Linked DNA regions of Hordeum vulgare: region 2 is linked to region 1. A link is a contact called in public Hi-C data. All regions are on one chromosome and are shown on one strand. The core of a region is the stretch at or near the end of the contact, and the rest is flanking DNA. Distances in the headings are between cores, read along the strand shown. Region 1 holds the start of LOC123398984 (dicarboxylate transporter 2.1, chloroplastic-like). Region 2 holds the start of LOC123398995 (protein SCAI).

Evidence for each region. Hi-C and Micro-C count contacts between places; a contact is called where the count stands out from the background.
Region 2: a contact with region 1 is called in a Hi-C map of leaf, with 2.9 times the contacts expected there. The contact joins the promoter of LOC123398995 here to the promoter of LOC123398984 in region 1. A contact is called at or near these places in 3 of 6 Hi-C or Micro-C datasets (leaf and seedling) and 1 of 1 datasets of contacts at active chromatin or transcription factors (embryo).

The regions. Positions count from the first base shown.
Region 1 is chr5H:468,610,506-468,617,320 of MorexV3_pseudomolecules_assembly, reverse strand. LOC123398984 (dicarboxylate transporter 2.1, chloroplastic-like) reads right to left here and starts at 3,940. Exons shown (of 4, transcript XM_045093424.1): 1 at 3,070-3,940; 2 at 1,892-2,205; 3 at 719-1,167; 4 at 81-450. The coding sequence starts at 3,855. The coding sequence ends at 335. LOC123398985 (queuine tRNA-ribosyltransferase catalytic subunit 1-like) reads right to left here. Exons shown (of 16, transcript XM_045093425.1): 9 at 6,814-6,815; 10 at 6,498-6,603; 11 at 6,291-6,401; 12 at 5,664-5,735; 13 at 5,459-5,560; 14 at 5,331-5,377; 15 at 5,215-5,242; 16 at 4,531-5,028. The coding sequence ends at 4,870.
Region 2 is chr5H:468,967,405-468,974,071 of MorexV3_pseudomolecules_assembly, reverse strand. It overlaps LOC123398995 (protein SCAI), which reads right to left and starts at 3,074. Exons shown (of 9, transcript XM_045093431.1): 1 at 2,360-3,074; 2 at 1,321-1,527; 3 at 972-1,211. The coding sequence starts at 2,896.

The DNA of each region.
Region 1 (6,815 bases), core at 2,691-5,190:
CTAATTCTTGTCATGGGTTTAGTTGAACAACGGCAAGAATTATGGAGCGGAGAGAGTGTTTGGGGAAGAAAAGACGTCTGTAAAAATTGCAGGTTCAGAAATAGACCGGTACTCCAACCATGGAGAATACTGTAACAAGACTGGCATGTTTTAGCATCGAACTGTTCAGCTCTAATCTACATTACAGAAAACGGGGAACTGTACAAGATGAAGAGGAAATGACCCAAGGCTTGACACAGACATCTGACATATCATCAATAGAGCTCGGAACCATGGACAATTCAGCGAGTTGCAGAGCAAACGTTTTCGTCACCTTACAGTAGTGCAGCTAGTGTCAATAGAGCCCCAGAAATTTCCACCAAAAGGTACCAACAACTCCCCATATCAAAGCATTAATCAGGGCTGTTATAAAGCCCAGCCTGAATATATCTGGAAGCTCGAGGTACCCCGCTGCGGAAAGAAAGCAACAGGTTACTGACTGTCAGCTTATCGGTATCAACACACTTACTGATTTAGCATGATGTAGATATATAAAGAAGGTACAACATAAAACAAAATAGCTGCTTTTCTCATTCTACATGTTTATTTGCCATAATTTTCATTTTGCCTTTTCCGTCCTATGTCAATCTACAGCCATATGTAAATGTACTTTTTTTTTTAAACGAGAAATGCAGGGAAATTTCATTTGAAAATACGGAAACAAAACGAATCTGCGTACCTCCAAAATATACCGCAGCTTGTCCACTACTATAGTGTGTTAGTGCACCAAACAGATTTGTGCTGAATGCCAAAGCAAGCGCAGACAGCACACGAGGAACACCAGCCGCTACATGCATAGCTAGAAACGCAGAGTATAGAGCTCCAACATGCCCCGTCTGACTCGCAAATAGATAGTGAATGAGGAAGTAGGAGGCCTCAAGAACAACAAAAGCTGCAGGCCAACTCAATGAGAAAGATTCAAGCAGCTTGGCAACGGAAGTTGACATCCACGACACGATTCCAAAGTTTGTGAGCTGTCCCGCCATTGCAACTAGAACCGCAAACCAGGACAATGTATCCCATGCCGACTTCTCACTCAAGCAATCATCCCAGTCTAGCACACCAAGCAGGAGAAGAATAGAGAGCCCAAGCATCGCAGCAACAACACTAGATACACCAATAGCATCCCTGCACAGATATTGTGAAATGGATTATACAGTCAGACTTCATGACAGTAGTCCAATTCAGCAAGATATGTTGCAGAGCATTTTAGGGCACAAGGCATAATATCTTGTAAATGATATTCTGATGCTCTTTCTGATTCATGGCTCTGGTCATCAGACATAAGGTATTCTTGACATACTAAAGGGGACTAAAATAAACATGCAGAATATGGTGGCGTTTAACTGGAAGTAGGATTGGGAGTAGAGATGGGTTACATACTGAGTTGGGCTTGGTATTGAGATATGGGTTTTCACTAGAAACATACAAAGTCAGAAGCAGGATCCCACTGGTTTCTATTCATCCTCCAGATTAAATGTTGTATCAGTGCAAACATCTTGAACAATGAACAGGTAATTTCCAGACTTCGATTATAGATATAGCTGAAATTTTTATCAATATCGGCGAACTGTTTTAAATATATAAACTGAAATAAAATATGATTATTCCAGTTGTACTTGACTAGGCGCCTATCAATTAGACAAAATTTATTTTTGAAGCAAGAGTTCCCCACAATTTTCATCAGTTATACAGTATATCACATTGATAGATCAATGTAGTCAATTTAGAGGAAGCACTAAACCCATGAAAATCAACAGTTCAAACTGAAAACATACTAAAAGACACAAGCCGCATGACAATACTTAAGGTCAATATTATGGGGCACTTTATTACTAACATAGAAACTTACCCGAACACCCATAATGACACTGCAAGAATCATTGTACCAATCATAACCCACTCATTCTTAGTCACCGGGCCCATGCGCTTCAGCTTTTCTGCAGCTAATGCTGGGGCTTCAGGTGTGTCTTTTATTTCAGGGGGAAAGATTTTATATAGCAAGTATGGTGTTGCTAGCAGGGACACTATAGCTGGCAAACTAGCAGCCTGGAACCATGACACCCAGGGATTTGCAACTATGATACCAAGCTCCTCTGCTAGCTTCAAGCATAACAGATTTTGTGCTGCAGCAGTCAGGAAGAGAGCACTTGAGTTACTACCTGCCTGCCAAGAAACAAAAAAGCATAATGGTTATGTTGTAAGAAATGCTGTAAGAAATTAGGTTAAAATGGATGGCTTGGGTCTTGCAGTTGATCAGGTTGTTTCGTACCACCCAGTCGCTTACCTTAGTAAACCCCAAAGTCCGATATGAACCAAGCTTAGGTTTCATATTTTAACCATGTTACCTGTTGTGTTTTAACTGTTTGTCACTTGTTATTTCCAGATAGATTAATATTTTCTTCAGTTCAACCTTGCCAATTTACTGAATAATGTTGTGAGGAATCAGGACTCAGCTGAACAATGCACTACTGTAGTTTCACCATAGAACCCTCCAACCGATAGGAATAGGATACCCCCTTTAGAAAAGCTGTCAAGAGATCACGAAACTGAAATGCACAAAATAACAGACTGACATGCTAGAGCTCCAAAATTAGTTTTAGCACTGGATGGTGTACACTAAATAACTTCTGACCAAGCAAGCATCGATTTGGCACATACGGGATTACAGGTTCTTGCACTAATTCCGCCTAGGAAAATCATACTAACACCCACATGTCCTAATAGTAACAAAGAAATGGTGCACCACCTTCAACCTGTGCAGAGCACAGCTCCACAAGAGTTTAAAACGATGGAGGTAACACGATCGGCAGTTGAGCTGTGAACCCTTTCTGAAACAAATATAGCCGGGGGAATGCACACTTCAAGAGTTCAGGTATAGTGACAATTAGCAACTGTGACTCTGGCGCATTCATTTATTAGAATCCTACTGTGACAGGCTTGTAAGATCTATCTATTCCATGGCCAAGTTACCAGCAGCAAGTTCATCAAACGAACGTTGAATAATGAAAATCAATTTACATCACTTACCTGGAACTGGGTCATCACAAGATAGGAGCCGAGCTTCCGCGACGACTGGTCGTTAGGCTTGCTGCCCGCGGAGAGCGCGAGCGACTTGATGATAGGCAGGAAGACGCCCCCGGCCCTGGCGGTGGTGCTGGGCATGGCCGGCGCGATGCAGGCCTCGCTGACGGTGAGCCCGTAGGAGAGCCCCAGCGTGCTGCCCCCGAGCCACTTGATGAAGTAGGTGGCGATGCGGTCGCCGAGGCCGGTCTTGACGAAGCCTCGCGCGAAGAAGAAGGAGATGACGATGAGCCAGATGACCTCGTTGGTGAAGGCGGAGAAGGCGGCCTCGAAGGGGAGCGTCTGCGTGGCCACGGCGGTGGTGAGGCCGACGAAAGCCCAGGCGCCCACGGGCAGCGGGCCGAGCACGAGCCCCGCGATGGTGGAGAGGAAGATGGAGAGCAGCTGCCACGCCTGCAGGGTCACCTCGGCGGGCCGCGGCGCGAGGAAGCGCACGGCGAGGCCGGCCGCGAGGGAGACGACGAGCGGGACGAGCTTGGCGCCGGCGGGGGCAGCGCCGGCCTCCACGTCGGGCTCGGGGTCGGATTCGGGGACAGGCGATTGCGAGGCGAGGAGACGCCGGGCGTGGCGGCGAGGGGTGGGGGAGAGCAGGCGATGCTGCGAAGACAGGGGGCGGGAGGCGAGTGTGAGGGGAAGGGGAGCGGGGAGGTGGAGCTGGCGCCGGCGGAGATGGTTCGGGGCGCGGATGGGCAGAGGCGGGCGGTGCGAGACGGCGATCCGGAGGCGCTCCATCGGCGCCGGCGGCGGGCGGAACGGTCCAGGAGCAAAGGCGGGCGGCGGTTTCAGAATCCCGTCCACGGAGATCGGCCCTGTAATGGCTGCGGTTTGAAATAAGCATTTTTAGCATAGATACTAACGGCGGAATCTGGGATACCCAACGCCTCGCGGGCTTCGCCCACTGACATGTGAGGCCCCGTGCCTCGCGGCCGCAGACGGACCCACCCGGCAGCGTCCGAAGGAGGGGTACGGCGCCTTGTTTACTGATGATACTACTACCTGGGATCGGCGTGGGGACGAGTCGCGATCGCCGGAATCTGCAGCCTCGCCACCGGTGGTGGATCCCGCGAGGCACCGCGTTTCGACGGGAAGCGGCGGCCAGCAGGGTGCCGACACGTTGCTTTAGTTGATACTCCGTAGTTGATACTGACTGCCAGAAGCGTCTGCCGTCCGATGAGAATCGAACAATCCAGATGACCGGCCAGGTCATTTTCCTGAAGATCGCACACATTTCCCACGCGACATTTTCCATGCCATGAAACCAATTGCGTCGCGGGACCACCTGTAATAAACACCAAACATTGCAAGCAATTCCAAAAAAAAAGGCAATATTCAAGCCAACAAAGAGTGTGAGGAGGACCAGAGTTTGGACAGAAAGAGTGTGACGGCTGGAGAAGCCGCCACATTCAGTGAAACAAAATGAGCTGCGTCGCGGCAGCAGTTTTCATGAGTATAATATATAGTGATGCTGTTACAACTTTCCGTAAACTGTTCTTGCAGCAAAACAATCAATGGCAGATGCTATAACACCTTGGAGGCTACCAAAACCTATGAGCAGCTAGTTTCAGCATACGGTTGGAAAAATCTCTATGCTGAAGCAATGAGAGCCAGGCCTACGCCATCTATGACCCAGAAAAACCTCGTGAAAACGCGTCATGTTAAGTACGAAGGATCACTTCCACGCGGCAATCCTTCCTATCGTCAACCGGTACCGTGGTATCTGTAATGAATGCCCCCGAGCGTTCCGCGTCAGGGGCACTTGGTCGGCGGGCAAAACTCCGCTATGTCGACGCCAGCAGCCTCCATTGCGTCATGCTGACAGTTGGTCGGGGTGCAGCACTCCGATATGTCAATGCCGGCAACCTCCATTGCATTGTGAACCCACTTTGGCACGTCGCCCTTCGGGAACTGTCATCATCGTGATTTTAGCGTTTACGGGTAACTCAAACTATTAAGAAACATAATAACAAAACAGGTATGGTGTTGGCTTTGTAGATGATTGGGTAGCAGATGGTACAAGGAGGTAGTTTGTTGCTCAGCTATTTTTGGTTCAAGCAATATATGATAGAATAGAGATTGGAGGACAAGACAAACCTGCACCCTCAAGAATCCTCGCACGAACCTGCAACATGTCAGCGGAATTTCGTTATTTACCAACACACTATTTCACTGACAAATCAGGCAGATTTATGTCGAATGAGACAACATACTCTGGAAATCGCCCTTCAAGAATCGACATGTGGAGATCTCTACTTAACTGAAACAGAAATGAGAGTGATCAAACAATAGCTGACGGTGCTCAAAATGAACTAATCGGAAAAAAATATTGACAGGGTACCCGCATCATAAACGATAAATTGTGATATGACAGCAGTTGAGAGCCCATAGGATCTTTCGTGACAAGACAATGCAAGTATGCACGTGTATAGTTTTTGCAGACCTGAACAATAAGAACACCATGTTAGTATTTTATACAGAACTCCAAAGATTGTAATTATATCAATCGGTTTACCACTTTGTTCCTAGTGGTGCTGAAGCCATACCATACATGGACAGGAAGGATCAATGGGCCGTTCATCAGTTGCCATTGCGTTTTGTTTTAACTTCAGAACACCCTAAGGAGATACAGGAAAACAAAGGTCACATAAATCATCAATGAGAATTAAAGTTAAAGGGGTAGATAAAGTAGATTCGCACCAAGACTACCTCAAACATAGGCTTAAAGCCTAAACCTGCTATAAAAATGTGCCTGCTTCTACAACAAGCATAGTTAATTTAGATAATATACCCAACAAGCATAAATGCCAGGGTCCCCGTTGCACCACCATCAAATGATTTATCAACAAGTCCAGCTTATGGGGTTTCTAGAAGAAACAATGTCCCCTCCCACTCACTCACACGGACACACCTCTCATGTGATTCCGTTGCAGTAATGGTGAGCTAGGAAAGTACAGAGATTGTGATCTCAGGGTTCAGATTGGACTATGGTTGCATATGTTACTGTTTTTACCAATATCAGGCCAATGGAAGATAAGTTCTTTGAAAGCCAAGGATCAGTAGGAAGTTTCAAGCAAAAGACTGAGATATACTTATCAGTGCTAAAATAAAATGCTTCACACAGTTCCTCTAGCTTGAATTGCATATGATTGTCAGGGAAAGAACTTTCCTACCTCAGGCACAAGTGCGCTCCCAAAGCGAGCAGTGCGTGTTGGATAGACGCAGTCATACATATCTGCACCCAAAGCACTGCATACTACAATATCAAGGGGATAACCAACACCCTGCATATCAGAAGAACAGCAATGTCAACCAAACAAGTTCTGCGTGTTGCGTGGTTGAAAGCTTAACATGAGCACTTTGAGAAGATTAGAACTTACCATAACATATCGTGGTTTATCTTCAGGCAATCCAGCGGTGCACTGGGCAACAACGCGCCAAAACGAATCTTTATCTTCACCACCTGCAAGACCACCAATGGCATATCTAGCAACAAGAAATTCAAAAATTCAGCCACTAAACTGTTGAATTAATAGCAGGGAGTCATGGAAAATGCATAAAAAACATATAAAGAAAGATGAAGCTTTCAAGTATGTGGCAGATATTGGAGGTCATGGAAAAACCAAAAAGATCTTTTGGCTGCAAATAAGAAAATTATGCATGGAATGTATGGGTGAAATATTTAGTCTGACATACCC
Region 2 (6,667 bases), core at 1,825-4,324, 360 kb before region 1:
GATGGTCTGAACGTGCAATTTGCCAATTTGGCAGTGCCTGTGCTCAAAATTTGATGTTCAGTTCTGCTAACCATAACATCACTATGCCTATTTACAAGGAGATGTTTTCTAAAGACAATATTATTGGTGGGCGTGCTATGGAGCAATTATTGGCAGTAAATGTGCCTTTTTCGAATGCATGCACTCAAAACTCAGATATTCAATTCAACTTCATCCTACTCTTGTAAAAGGGAGAAGAGGTATACACTCCTATGCACACTGGCAAATCCGGTGAACTTTAAACACAGAATTCTTTTAAATATATCTCCATGTATTATTTGGGTTGCAGCAAACAACCATGTTGGTAAGCAGAACCGCAACATCACAGAGCTGAAAATCTTATAATGACTACTCAGCCAACATAGTGAGCATACTATAAAATGCAAGTACCCGAGCATTGAAAAGGTGCAAAGGCAGCCTAAGAAAGTATGACCACATCAAGCTCTTAGCGAGGCTGGCCTGCCAACCATGTTGCAGCAAGAATGCAGGAAATCCTCCGGTTCCACTTAACTATTTTTAAACGATTCTACCTAACTGATCCTCAGTTTAATAGAATTTATCGTAACTTTATTTCATGCGTACTAAAGACCCAAAGTGGTCGGACCCTTCCCCGGACCCTGCGCAAGCGGGAGCTACATGCACCGGGCTGCCCTTTTTTAGTCATATCAATAATACGATACTATATCACTTCTATTGTTGAGTCACCCACTGATGCATGATATTTGTGGACAATAGAAACAAGTCTACACAGCATTATTTCACTAACCAAATCACAAACATCGACCATATTATCAGCATCCAGTCTATCAACTGGTCAGCATGCAGCATTGTTTAATGCTGTTTTCAAGACAGGAATTTCCCACGAAAATTATACATGGTTATGCAAAACTTCAACTTTAAAGGGGGCGAAGCAATTTTGAGAAGGGGCCTACCGCTATAAGATGAGAAACTGTAGGGTGATATATGATTGCTCTTTGAGGATTTGAAGGAAGATTTCCATCAGAGATCTCTGTAGAAAGGTGAATATCGATCAGACCAGAGGGTCCGCTCTGATCACTCATAGTGCCATTTTCTGTAAGTTCTTTAACAGCTATCTGATAAGACCCTGTGGGCTCCCATTCTAAAGACTGTAGCATTCTGAAAGTGTCCAAAGTTAGCTCTGTGAACTTGACCTGCAGTACATACAACGACATTATGTGAGGGAGCTGATCAGCATAGTACCAAAACAAGTGATAACTAGAGGAACAGAAGCATTATTTATGAAGGGGTAATATTAGTAACCTCATTTCGGCGGTAACTTGTCAATACAGCTTCCTTCAGTTTCAGTACTCTTTTCGAATGGAATCTTGCTATTGATGCAAGGTTTGATGCATAAGAATCAAACAAGTTGTCATATCTAAGTGATCTAGATCCCTTGTATGCTCCATCAGCTTTCAAGAATCTCTCAAGCTCTTGAAGCACTTGTTTCCATTCCTTGAAGTTGGTTTTCTAAGAAGAGGTCACGTTATAAGGAAGAACAAAATTATAAGCAAATCAGGCTTAAAATGTCCTAGTGTACTGAAATGAATAAAGAAGTAAGTGGTGAAACACACAAAAAAAGTACACCACGGTAAGTTGCACAATCCAAAGCTTTCATGTAGCATAGCAATAAAATATGCACTACTCGCTCCTTACGCATAGGTTCATTGATGTGTTACTTGGTTGTAATATGTACCCCTAATAGGTTCATTGATCATATCTTAAATTTCAGAGGGTGGTAAAATTCAACCATCATCCGCACACAATCCAAAAATTACAAATCCTAAGGGTAAGAACACATTGCTTGACAAGCTCAGATCACCACCGACTCAAACACCTATGAAAAGAAGAATCCGCTCGAACCCTCTCTTTCCATGATCAGCAATTCTCCAAAACACTCAAATCTACTACTCCTACATGAATACAGAGGGATACTTATGCTCTTTCTTCTGTAACTAAACAGCAGAGGAGTGTGGAGCAACAAAAAAAGAGGAGCAGGATAAGTGACACACAACCAAAGAGGATTGACGTAATTACTCAAACTGAATTGTACAAAAATAAACAGTCGTTTGAATAGCAAAAAAATCTGGCAAAACAAGTGTTGAACACCAAGTTGTTATGAATAAGGAACATAGTACATTCGTTCAATAATGAAGATGGCAATCCTGTCCTGCTTCCCAAAGTAACTGGGGCTTCCCCCGCAAAAAAAAGAGTAGTAATAACCCCCAAAGAGAAGACCTAAACGCGTCATTTAACTGGGGCTCCCCCAATCCAAAGCACACGCAGGAGAAAAGCTTCTTACGGGATACGCCGACTTGGATTCCTGGACGAGCGAGCGGAGGCGGGCAACGAGGTGGTCGACCGCCTCGGCCCGCCGCATGAGCATGGCGACGACGAGGAAGCGGGCGATGAAGCGCAGCTCCTTGTAGCGGATCAGGAGGCCCTGGTGCTTGGCGCCGCCCCCGGCGGCCGCGGAGGCGTTGGCGTTGGCGGGGGCGGGGGCGGCGAAGTAGCCGCGGCTGTAGATTGCCTCGTAGAAGACGTATGCGCCGACGAGCGAGCGCGGCTCGGCGGTGCGGAGGTAGCGCGCGTAGTAGAGCTGGCCGATCCGCGAGGCGACCTCGCCGATCTCCCAGCGGCGGAGGCCCGCGGCGACGAGGTCCCGGCGGCGGTCCTGCTGCAGACGCCAGAGGCGCGTGTAGGCCTTGAAGGCCTTCCGGCTGTGGTGGTCCCCGCCGCCGTAGAGCGGCAGGTCGCGCGCGCGCGCGAACTTGCGGTCCGCCGCCTCCACCAGCGCCTTGAACTCCCTGTACGCGCCGGAGGGCTCGCCGTCGGCCATCGCCGGCGGCCTGGGCGCGGGAGGCGATGGCTCGCTCGGCCCCTCCCTGTCTGTCTGTCTGTCCGTCCCTCCCTCTCTCCCCGCTGTCCTTTGGATTCGGGCGGCGAACGGGCGGAGGACGCGGTGAGATGGCGACGGTGCGGAGAGAGGGGAAAGAGAGTGATAAAAGGGGCAGTTCGTTCGAGAAGAGGTAAAAAACAGTGGAGTAGTGCACGGGGGTGGCGGTGAGCTGTTATTTTTTACTGCGCGGAAACGCTGTCATCTGGGGCGCTAATTGGGCTCTGATGGGTCAATCATCCGAGCTCTTTGTTTATCTGTCACTCTACAGTACAAGTGTACGACTGTAGGCCCATTTTCATCGAGCAAGTGAAGTCAGTGCGTGGAATCCATGTCACCACCGATGGGAAAGTACCGGCGGTTGACCGGAGTGAAAGCCAAAAGGATACGCACTGACAGGCAGAAAATGCAGCAGATTTGGACCGGAGAATTGACCCTGCGACTCGTTCTGTCAGACATATGTTTAGTCTGTTCGCGTCGATTCGGTATGGATCTCCATCCGAGGGCTAGCGACAAGGATGATCCATGGCAGGGCGTGGAATTCAGTTGTGAACCCACCGATGATGCCTCCTCGCTCGGTCTCGGGTGGACTGTGAGTCTGCGACTCGCTCAACGTACGCGCTAGTTTGACGTTGGTAGTTTCATAATTTTATGATTTTATCAAGATTTCTGCACTACTTACTATTCCCTTGCATTGCATTGCAGTGCAGTGCTGGTGGAGGTGGCTGGGCAGGTATTTCTTGTTTCTTCTTTATTTATGTCTCGTCAGAGTTTGGTGAAGGAAGGCTCCTCTTCATTTGCCCTTTAACTCGCAGTCAGCGGCGGATATTCAGAGTTTCCTCTAACCACCACAGCTGCATCGCATTTGCTACTAATATAATAACATTCCGCAATTAACAAAGGGAGAGAATCGGAGGATATACACCTGCCCTGCTGCCTCCTGACTAATCCAGTACACTTTATTAAGAAAATCCAAAGGAGCCTAGCTAAACTTTTGAGTAAACCCTCTGTAATAATCGACTAAAGTACGTAGTAGGAATCATCAGCCCGGGCGAGAATTCTCTGGGCAGTAAAAAGAACGGAGCGGGCATCCTCCCTCTGCCTCTTTGGTCGGTGGGTGCAGCCTTGCAGGTGGCTGGCTGCCCGTGCAATCATTCGGCACCCAGCCCAGCCGCGCCCAAATCTTTGGCTCGCTCGCTTGGAACAGGCTGGCGTGGCGCCGCGGTGCTGGACGCCGGGGTCATTAACAAATCGGTTTAGGCTGGGAATCTCTGAGAGGGCTTTAAAAGGCTGCTGCGACGTGGAGATCTGGCCAGAATTAGCTTAGCTGACCGGCGGCTGCTTTACGGCAACGATTCCCTCAACTCCCGGTTAACTTTACTTGCCTGGGTTTTCTGGTCCCGTGCGCCGCGACCGGTAATTAGTCTAGAAGTATCATCCATATGATACGTCCTGTTTGAATCCTAGGTTTAGAGTTAGAGTGGGTTAAATTTGAATCGAATCATCTAACCCTCAAAGATCCAAACAGATGGGTTAGAATTGGTTAGATGCATCTAACCCATCCAAAAACTCCAAGCCATTCAAGAGGTGCTTTTTTGGGTTAGAGTAGGTGGGGTCCAGAAAAAGAGAGAGGTCCAAAATAGCCAAATGATTGAGAAAGAGCATTTATTATCCATCTAACCCTCCCATCCAAACACCTTTAGAGTTAGAGTTAGTTCAGATTAGTTCAAGGGTTAGAATCTAACTCTAACTCTAACCAGGTTAGAGTATCCAAACAGGGCCTTAATATCATATCCGTAATGTATAGTATCATATGTTTATATTATAAAATATTCCATCCGTTTCTAAATATAAGTCTTTCTAAAGGTTCAACTAATGAACTACATACAGATGTATATAGACATACTCACTGGCGGAGCCAGGAATTTTGTTTAGCCTGGGCAAACTTGAGCCTCCCTATCTGATCTCAGAGCATCTCCAACAGACGCGCGAAAAGGGCACGCGCGCGGTAAACCGTCATTTTAGCGCAAGCGGGACGGAATGGCGCGCTCCAGCGGCGGCAGGAAAACAGCGCGCGCGGTAAGCGGTTGCGCGCGCGCGCGAAAAGGCGGCAGCTCGCGCGCCTATAAAACCGCAGCTCTGCCGCTCCCTCGCGCCGCCACCGCTCCACTCTCTCTCCCTCTACCTCTCGCGCCGCCGCCGTTCCAGCGCGCCGCCACCGCTGCAGCGCCCCCACTCCCGACGCGCCATCATGCCGCCGCGCCGTCGTTCTGCGTCGGGTTACCGCGCCGTCCACGAGTGCCCCAACGGCGGGTTCTACGCCGAGATACGCTCCGGCGATCTCCGGCTTAGCCTTGGCACGTACGACACGACGCACGAGGCCGCCCGCGCGTTCGACGCGGCGGCGTGGCGCCTAGGCAGGCCGCGCCGCCAAATGAACTTCCAGGACATCTACACGCTCCAGCAGGCGTTAGACGTCGCTCCGCCGCCTCGTGTAAACTCCGCACAAGACCGTGCGGAGCACACTGCGGGTCATGGCGGAGTGGCACCGGCGCAACCCGAAGGACGTCGCCTACGAGCAAGATTATTGGGCAAGGCACCGCGAGGAGGACACGCGCCGGCGCCGCGAGGAGCGGTTGGACCGGCGTCGACGGAAGGCATTGGCGAGTGCGCAGGCCGACATCGTCAATGCAGGCGGGAGCTCCTTCTTCACTGAAGAAGACGAGCATTGGTTCGACATCTGGCTGTCAACCTCTGACGACACCAACGACGATGATGATGGTGCAGATGATTGGAGCGACTGGGATTAAGTTTTTATGTTTTCGAACTATCTAGCACCGAATTATCTATCTATGTTTTCGAACTACCTATCAAGTTGCAATCTATGTAAAATAACTTTGTATGCTTTTTATTTTAATGCAATCTATTTATTAAAAAATGGTTTGCCCGTGCTGCATTTTTGGGCACTGCTGGAGCGGCGCGCACGCGCTGCATTATAGAGCGGCTGCTGGAGCCAGCGCCTAACCCCGCGCTAGCGCGCGGCAAACACATTTTTTGGGCGCGGCGCGAAGCGCGGCTGTTGGAGATGCTCTCAAAATCATAACGGTAATGGTAGTTAGCGAAAGTTTGTTGTAGGGGGATGACAAGTAAACCATCTTTGCTGACAATTTTAGTTGCAAAACGAGAACAAACGACGACAGTTTTTACACGAAAATTGCCTTCTCGGAGAAAAACGGCCATGTCGCCTAAAAAAACTGACATCTCTTCCCTCTTCCTCTCAACTAAAACTGCCAGGTGAATGCTCGCAAATGCAACCCTCCCGATAAATGTTCACCTGTTATGGGCTTCAAATTATAATTGGGTGTTTGGATATATAACATATAAAATAGTCTCAAACTTTTGAACCACGATCCTATATTAATAATGAAGTAAAAAATATAAATACAAACATAATTTAAAGTGAACTAATATATTATTTTCGCCCCGAATTACTTGTTGCGGAAATGGAGCATTCATTTCCGCGACAAGTAATTCGGGATGGAAGGAGTATATAACATATCAATATATTGGAACCTTCAATACATATGCTCGCCTTACTTGGTTTTGAATATCAGGACGATACTCAGGAATTTGTTTTTTTCTTTTTCATATCACACTCAATATCATTTGGATTAAATTCATCGGCATTTTTATGTGGTTGCACCGTTGCGGTGG